2 separate regions of the Columba livia genome follow, and region 1 is linked to region 2. The links are chromatin contacts, called in public Hi-C maps. All regions are on one chromosome and are shown on one strand. The core of a region is the stretch at or near the end of the contact, and the rest is flanking DNA. Distances in the headings are between cores, read along the strand shown. Region 1 holds the start of API5 (apoptosis inhibitor 5). Region 2 overlaps TTC17 (tetratricopeptide repeat domain 17).

Region 1 (4,124 bases), core at 1,608-4,107, 46 kb after region 2:
TACTAATTCACAAAACAGTACACTGCACTAATTTCCTCTAACATAAGCTGTATTTTAACATTAACTACCAATGCTCCTTAAACGCTCCCTACACCTTGTTGACAACTCCGTGCTCCCGGATTCTGAACTGGATTGGGACACCGGTCTGGAAGAAGAATAACCAAGGGAAAAAAATGGTTGTTTTTCAGCCACTTCATATCCCCATCCGGTTTGGTCTGCAGCTGTGCCAACACAGTCCACTCAACAGCAAAGGCAAGAGTGAGCCAACAAAAACTAATAGTGAAATAAACATTATTATAGTCACAGGTTTTCAGACTGCACATTAAGGACAACTTTTTTTGTGGAACAAATTACTTAAACTTAATACATATTAAAAAAGCATTCATACAGCAATGAAAGAGAGTAGCTTGTATTCCATGGATTTGTATTACTGCATACTAACTACTTCCTCATTTACACAAAATACAGTTCAGGCAGGAGTTTATTTTACCCTGTACCTGGCATCACCAAAAGCTCAAAAAAAAAAAGCAGGCAACTGCGGCAGCAGTGTGAGCCTTCAGTTTTGCACATTTCCTCCCAGTCTGTAACACAAGAACGTCCTAAGCCAGAGGCATTGTCCAGACAGTTATTTTTAATAACTGTTGAGTGACCAATTATTCATTGATTTATCTAGATTAATTCTTGAACCAGTACATACTCTGTTATGTCCTATGACAAGTTCTGCAATGTGTTATGAAGAAAATCTTGTCTTCCTCTTCATTTTAAGCCTACTTCCTAATAGCTTTTTTCAAGTTCTCACCTTAAATTCACTCACAAGGTAGACTCATAATATCTGAGCCTCTTTATCAACTGAAACACTCTTTTACAAGTTCAATACTTCCAGGCTTTTAAATTACCCCTCTTCATGTCATACTTCTGGTTGTTCCCTTACGGTTCTCCTCATGTTCAAAGTTTCTTCTTTTGAGACAGGGTGACTTTTTGTAAGTGAGAGATCATGTTCATAAGGTTGGTAAGAGATAATAAAGTAATAAGTAGGATAAAACTGATGAATAAGGAACAATTACTCATAGCTTCTCGGAATGCAGAAATTGGAGACATCAAGTAAGATTATGAAATGTCAAGTTCAGAAGAGATCACTCCTTCACAAAGGTTAATGAAGTAACGGAACATTTTGTCACGAAACGTTTGTATGCCAGAAATATAATCAGTTAAAAAAAGTATCACGAAAGTACACTGAAGAACAATCTAGTGAGATATACTAATTACAAAGACACTATCTCTGGCTCTGGAAGCCCACAAGCTATAGAGAAGCAAAGCTGGAAAAGCGTATCAGGAATCATAATTCTGTAGTTACCCTTGGAGGTTCTTAGACATCTGCTATTGATTCCTGTCCCAGGCTTCATTTCTGAACTATGCTGGAATCTGTTCTACCAAAGATGGTCATTCCTGTTTTGCAAAAGCTACCAACAACAGTAAAAATTATGATGGACCACTAATTTGGAAACTAACACAGTAACAGAGTCTGGTTTATTCTGTATCTCTCCATATAGTTCCCAAGACTTTAGCTGCATTTTTTGCTTGGCTCTGAGATTATGTTTTTGTTGAACTGTCTACAGGGATGCTTTGTTTCACTAGAGCATAATTACACAAACAAAGTGAATAGACTTGAATTAGAAAGAAAAAAAAAAATTCAAAAACAACACACACCATATTATTTGTTCTCTTAAAGAACTTTCCAAATGACCTTGTATAGTAGTACCTAGTTTAAAATCCACTGCTAGGTATATGCAAAGCTACTTTCCTACTCATGTGTGTAATGACCAAAAAAAAAAAGTCCGTTGCTTTTTCAGGTAGCTGTTCAGTAAAATGAGAGCCTAATACAATTCAAAAACTATGGTTTTAATTAACCATAATATTTTATACTGGCAATATACTACGTCATCCTCTCCTTTCGAATAATCAGTAACGGTATAAACAAATGGCACATCTTGCCAGGATTCTACAAGTAAAAATCTCCTTTAGCCATGAGGATCGAATTTCCATTTTTACCCTAAGGAAAAAAAAAAAAAAAAGGGGGTGCGGGGTGCGGGCTACGGGCAATTATCGAACCATAACAGATTTCACCTTCCCCCAACAAGCTTTTTAGCAAGACAGCCTGCCAGAAGCTCTCTAGAACTGCAGTGCAGTGGATCACATCTGGATGACTAGTGGTGTAATCTTTAAGGCCTGAATTCGCCAGATGAAACTCCCGGCGCCCAATGCAAAAAACAGTCTGACTCTAGCTAATAACTAGTTAATAGCTGCGACACCACATTTTAAAAGAGAGCAGCCGACAGGACGGGGATGCTGCAAAAGCGGCCAGAGCTACTTCCGTCCTTGCAGAACCGCAGCCGCGAATTCATCTCTACCCGCCTCTTCCCTCCCCCTGCCCGGGTCGTGAAAAAACCTACACCGAGAACAGCCCCGGGGGCTAGCTGCTTGTCCGGCAGGGCGAACAGCCCTTCCGGCGGCACCCCCTCCCGCTCGCCCCGTCTCAGCCGGCCCAGGCCGTAACTCCCCCCGGCGGCGACGCCACTGCGCTACTCAAGCCCGAGGCCTCGCGAGGCCTTGCAGGCCGCAGCCACGCCGCACCTGGCCCGCCGTCTCAGTGGCGTCCGCCAGGATCCCGTAGTTCCGGTAGAGCTCCTCCACGGTGGGCATGGTGCGGCGGGGAAGGGCCAGAAACCGCCGCTGGAACCGAGGCCGCCACTGACGCCGCCGCCGCCGCTCAGGCCGCCGCTACCGCTCAGGCCGCCGCCGTCAGCACCAACGAGGCGGAAGTCCCAGAGCAGCTGTTTGCCGGCCCCTGCGCAGCGCCCCCAGGCGGCTGGCGGTGGAACTGAGGGCCGGGTTAAAGGGGCGGGGCAGGGGGGAGTTCCCCGCAATGTGCTGTACGTGTTGTACGCCAGCGGAGCTGAAGTGATATTAAACAGGTATTCAGTGTAAACGGGAGTGCTCCGGCTTCTGCGTGGCTCCTCGTGTCTGGATTTTAGTCATCGTAGCACAAAGCACAAGGCACTTTCACAAGTGCTGCTGTTACAAGGGTTTCACCATGAGCCGGGATTTGTGCACCTGGCGCTTGGCAGCGGCGCCTCCTGCTGCTGGGGCAGCGGGACGCGGTTGCTCAGGGATGCGCTTTTGAGGCCTTTTTTTTTTTTTTTTTTCCTTCTCCTGGGCTTTCTTTCGCACTCCTCCTTTCCCTGATTGCTCTCTTCCCCCAGTTACTCGTTTCTGTATCCCATTTTGTGTCTCATATACAAAAAATGTGAAAGATACACAGAAGTGCCTGTGGTGCATTGAGCTCCTGGTGCAAGAAAGCAGCTGGTTTCATGTGATTTGGTGACTTTCGCATTTTCCTGAAGAGGAAAATACCCTCTAATTCCAGCATATAGGAGCTGAAATATCTGCAACTAATGCAGTAGATTCAAATGACCTAAATTGTGGCAAAAGTTAAAAGGCTGCAGCAGTGTCTTCCCCTATTCTCAAGATGCTTTAGCATCCTGCTGATTTCACAGGCACTTAAAATGAAAGAGGATTCCCCTCACGTCAGCCTGAGGCCAAGCTAAGCAAAACACTTGACCTTTTCTCCATATCCTCTCCAGTAGGATGAAGGGTGATTTCGGAGGCATTCAAAGCCCCGGTCTCTCTCCAGAGCCGGCACAGGCAGAATGCACACAGCAGGGTCATACAGGGGCATCAATCGTTTACCTTCCTTTCATTTTTCCTCTGCTGTCAGTGTTTCAGCAGGTGGCTGCAGTGACCACATCAGTCACCTTTCGCCCTCTGTTTGAACTGAGGCCCAGTGCCTTTACCTGTCTGCAGATGGAATGATGTGGTTCCTGCACAATTGACAGGGTCTGATGGTGCGAGTTTGTGGCTGCTCTCAGATCCAGGAGAGCACTAACCATGGCCTGACCCTTGGTGTGCTTGTGACCATTGCATTTACCTAAAGTAATCTTCTTAAAAGAATATATTGGTTAATAAAACGTAACACAAGACAAAAAATATTTTTAATGCATCAAAAGGGCTATGTCCATGACTAGCTTACCTGAACCTTTCATTTTCCAGGAAGGGTAAGCTTCCTC
Region 2 (3,851 bases), core at 1,270-3,769:
CCCAAGGCAAACAGACACTATTTCACTTGTGGTCCATCTTTCAGCAGCTGCTTACCACTGCACACAGAAGAGGTGATGTTGTACAGAAAAGGATAAAACTGCAAACAGCGGATCATCTTCAGGCTGCTTTCACACTCCAAGCACTTGGTCGTCAAATCCAGTGCGTGTCTGAAGGCCTGCAGGGCTCCACTGATGTTGTTCAGAGCCAGATAGGCATTTCCGAGGCTCAAAAACGTCAGGGGCTGTAAAAAGAAAAAACACATACCCCAGCATAAGTGTGTTCAGTGTTTAAAACTGAAGCCAACTACGAAAAACTTCTGTCAATCCACACCCTCCCAAATTTGGCTGTAAAGAATTTAGAAAACTTCTTAAATAGGGACTGCCCATTCTTAGATGGAGAACTAACAGCTTGATGCATTGGTGCTAAACAAAAGCTGTTTTGACGTAAGGTTGTGTTCAGGATTCCACCTTCCTATGATGAAAACCAGCTGTTAAATACACACAAGCTGAAATGAAGCATTAAATACTTATAACACATCATAAATGTAATGCTTACTGCAGAGTAGCAAAGAACTACACTGAAATGCTTGAAGGCATTTTAGAATGATTAGAAGTCAGCAAAAACATAAAAATATCCCTAGAGTTCTAGCAGGACAGATGCATTTCATTTGTCAGCACTCGAGTAGAACTAGTTTACTGAAAACACCGATGTCACACTAGCTTAAGGGTATCCATTTAGGTTTACTTTCAATTATTTATAAAACTTAATATTTTTGTCCACTGCTTTTGGCTAATATCCTTGAAATATGCTTTTTTTTTTTTTAAAGTACAAATTATAAACACCTTTTTCACTGGGCAAAATTTAATAAGCATTTTAATACAGGCACATAGTAAAGCATTGCATTTTGTTTGTTGACTGAAAAGTCTTTCACTTATGCCAAGTAATTTGCTGCAATTAACAGTATAACCCTAGGATAATGACTATAATATTGTAACTGAGCAGTCATTTACCCACTGAAATAATTTTACATTCATTATCTGAAAATGTGGAGACTGATCAGTAGCTTAAGAGTTTTCAAGTTCATCTTAGCTTGTGTTATTAAACACCACTCAGAAAAAGGTGCAAACTGAGCAACAGGAATTTTTTTAAAAGCTTTTGCTAATATAGCACATCCTTCACTCCCTGTAGCCATGGTTAATTTTAATTCCAGGAAATATTATTCAAGTACAAATTCTCCTGCCAGATTTTTGATACAAAAGGTATTACAGGACTGAGAATGCCTGAAAAAATAGGAATAGGCATTATTGTAACAAGACAGGTCTCACTGATGTTTATGAAGAAAAGCTGTACTCTCACACCATGGTCCTAAGGATCCCTATGCTTCTCCCTGCTCCAAGGCTGTGCCTTCACATGCTCTTCTTAAGGCACATCATTCTGTCACAGTTCTGTCTATAGTTCCTTTTTGCACTTTTACCTGCCAACCAAATGGGCTAAATTCCTTTCCAACGATTGCAAAATTGCTCCCAGATGGTATATTGAAAAAGTTTATTCAATTTTTAGCTTTTTTACATGCTAAATGACTGGTGGCCTAGCAGGCTTAAGCTCTCTGTTTATCTAACTACAGAGGTAGAAGCACAGGAAAAAGTCACTTGAACTTCTCATTTAAGCATTTAGAATTTAAAATTACTGGCTGCACCAATCCCTCTGTCCCCTGCTTCCTTTTCAAATTGTTCTGGCCAGTTCAGTAGTTTAAGCAGCTTATACAGTAATTTTTTACCTTACATAAGTGGCCACTTACAAAATACTTATACTGTTACTATTCAGAAATACAATATACTGTTTTCAATCTATGACTGGCAGTCATCAAAACAACTTGAACACAGCTTTCCCTCTAGGTATATAGATGAAATCTAGGGACAAATACAACACTATAAAAAGTCAAGTGGCACAGAAAGATGTCTTAACAGCCAAAGATCTTAGTGACACATGTGCTACTTTAAGGGTTTTAAAAATCAAGATACAATGCTGACAGCATTATGGATCTCTATTTTAATTAAAATACTGCCAAAACTCCAGTATTAGATTCCTTGGAGCCACTGCTGATAAAATAGGTTTCAGGAGGCAAAAAATGCTTATCACCTATTTTAGAAGAATTTCTGCTTTAAATGTTTATATTCTCAGCAACCAGCATCAACTCCCAGTGCCATCAAGAATTTAAATGGAAATTAACATCTGTTACAAATCACAAGCTGGAAGTTAAATTGCATGAACAGGTAAGTAATGACAAGACAGTCATATGTAGTTAGAAAATAATGAAGGACATTCACCACTGAACAAAAAAAATCTTACCTCAGAGGCATTGATGGCCAAAGCCTTCAGCAGGAGCCTGCTGGCATCCAAATGAAGACCATAATGAATCAGGAGGTTAGCAAGATTGACCAGAGGGATGTCCTGATATTCATGTGGAGCCAAATTAAATGCTTTTTGTAAACAGGTGATAGCAAAGGTGCTATTTCCAACTGCACGCCAGTACAATCCAGCTTCATTAAGCACAAGCCACAGAGGATCTTCCGGCTATGGGAGAGTCAGGGAAAAGGATGAAAACACCCACAAAGGGGTGTCTCAGGAAGACAGAATTACTTGCTGTTTCGTAAGAAAACAAACAAACAAACCCCACCATTGCATACTACTCTTTGTTAAGCAGATACAAATTACAGTTTGCTGTGACTACTAGTAGATTATTCAGTCTGCTCTACCTCACTCAAACTGATGTGACTTAACAGTCTGAACTGTAATTTAGTAGCAGCTGATGCTTGCACTCCACTCATATGACTCTGTTATATCATGACCACAAAATCCCTTAAAATATACAAGTGATAATGGATAACTTGCTTCAGGAAGCAACAATTTTGAGCCACTTCAGAGGCTTAAAATTACACTAATACAGATCTATGTAGAAATGTTACAACTTGAAGGTCAGGAAGCTTCTATGTTGTAGTTAGATGTGCTTCCAGGTCCTGTATCCAACATCAAGATTTCCTGTCAGTTGGAGGTTTCGGAATTTTTTTTCTTAGATTTAGTTATCCACGTGTCTTATGAAAGTTGACAAGTGACATGCATTAGATACAGTTTAAAGATTATAAACCAGCAAGCGACAACTGAGGGCAGGTGGAAGAATGGAGGAAGCATGAAATACACTTTGAACGTTCCTTCCTTCTCCTTCACCTACAACGGAAAAAACAAACCACTCATCCTAGAGGAGAAGTAACAAAACTTTGACAGGCAGACAGGGCTACATACAACATCCACTTTCAGATGGAGAAGTTTGAAATGGTTTAGAAACACTTAAATTCTGTTTTTTAATATTTTCAGCATTCTATGTTACCCAATTCTACAAAGAGTTTAAAGTATAAAAGCAACAATTGAGATTAATGCCAAATCCAACCTATATGTCTGAAGCCCGAACACATGCACGAGTAGGAAACATGCAGCTAGGATTATAGAAACAAAACAGATAAGGATCTTTACAGTAGTGTTGTATTAACACAATACAACTGGCATTACAGTAATACTGTGTTGAAGAAGTTAATCAGTCCATAGATTTTCTTCCAGATTTTAGAAACAGCCTCACACAGGTTCTATCTATGGTTCAAGATGAACTGGAAGATATCAATAGGATATATTGCCTCTTGGTTTGGAGTACCTTACATAATCTGTAATCGTTGAGAGTATTTATCACCCGTATTATGCAATGCACATACATAACGTTACTTGCATGTTATTCATGCCAAACTCCTCACTGAGTTAAACTCCATACCCAGGTCTCAACCATCTTTGTCTAACTAAATCC

Evidence for each region. A called contact is a pair of places that touch in the nucleus more often than the background predicts.
Region 1: a contact with region 2 is called in a Hi-C map of liver, with 3 times the contacts expected there. The contact joins the promoter of API5 here to the enhancer-like site in region 2. A contact is called at or near these places in 2 of 2 Hi-C or Micro-C datasets (crop and liver).

The regions. Positions count from the first base shown.
Region 1 is chr5:45,226,681-45,230,804 of bColLiv1.pat.W.v2, forward strand. It overlaps API5 (apoptosis inhibitor 5), which reads right to left and starts at 2,858. Exons shown (of 14, transcript XM_065064784.1): 1 at 2,632-2,858. The coding sequence starts at 2,700.
Region 2 is chr5:45,181,207-45,185,057 of bColLiv1.pat.W.v2, forward strand. It overlaps TTC17 (tetratricopeptide repeat domain 17), which reads right to left. Exons shown (of 25, transcript XM_065064780.1): 15 at 2,351-2,575; 16 at 56-242. Among named protein-coding and RNA genes, the nearest start is that of TTC17, 29 kb to the right of the region's middle. Within about 2 kb of position 2,520, at least 1 of the 3 cell types and tissues checked has an H3K27ac peak away from gene starts, as active enhancers do.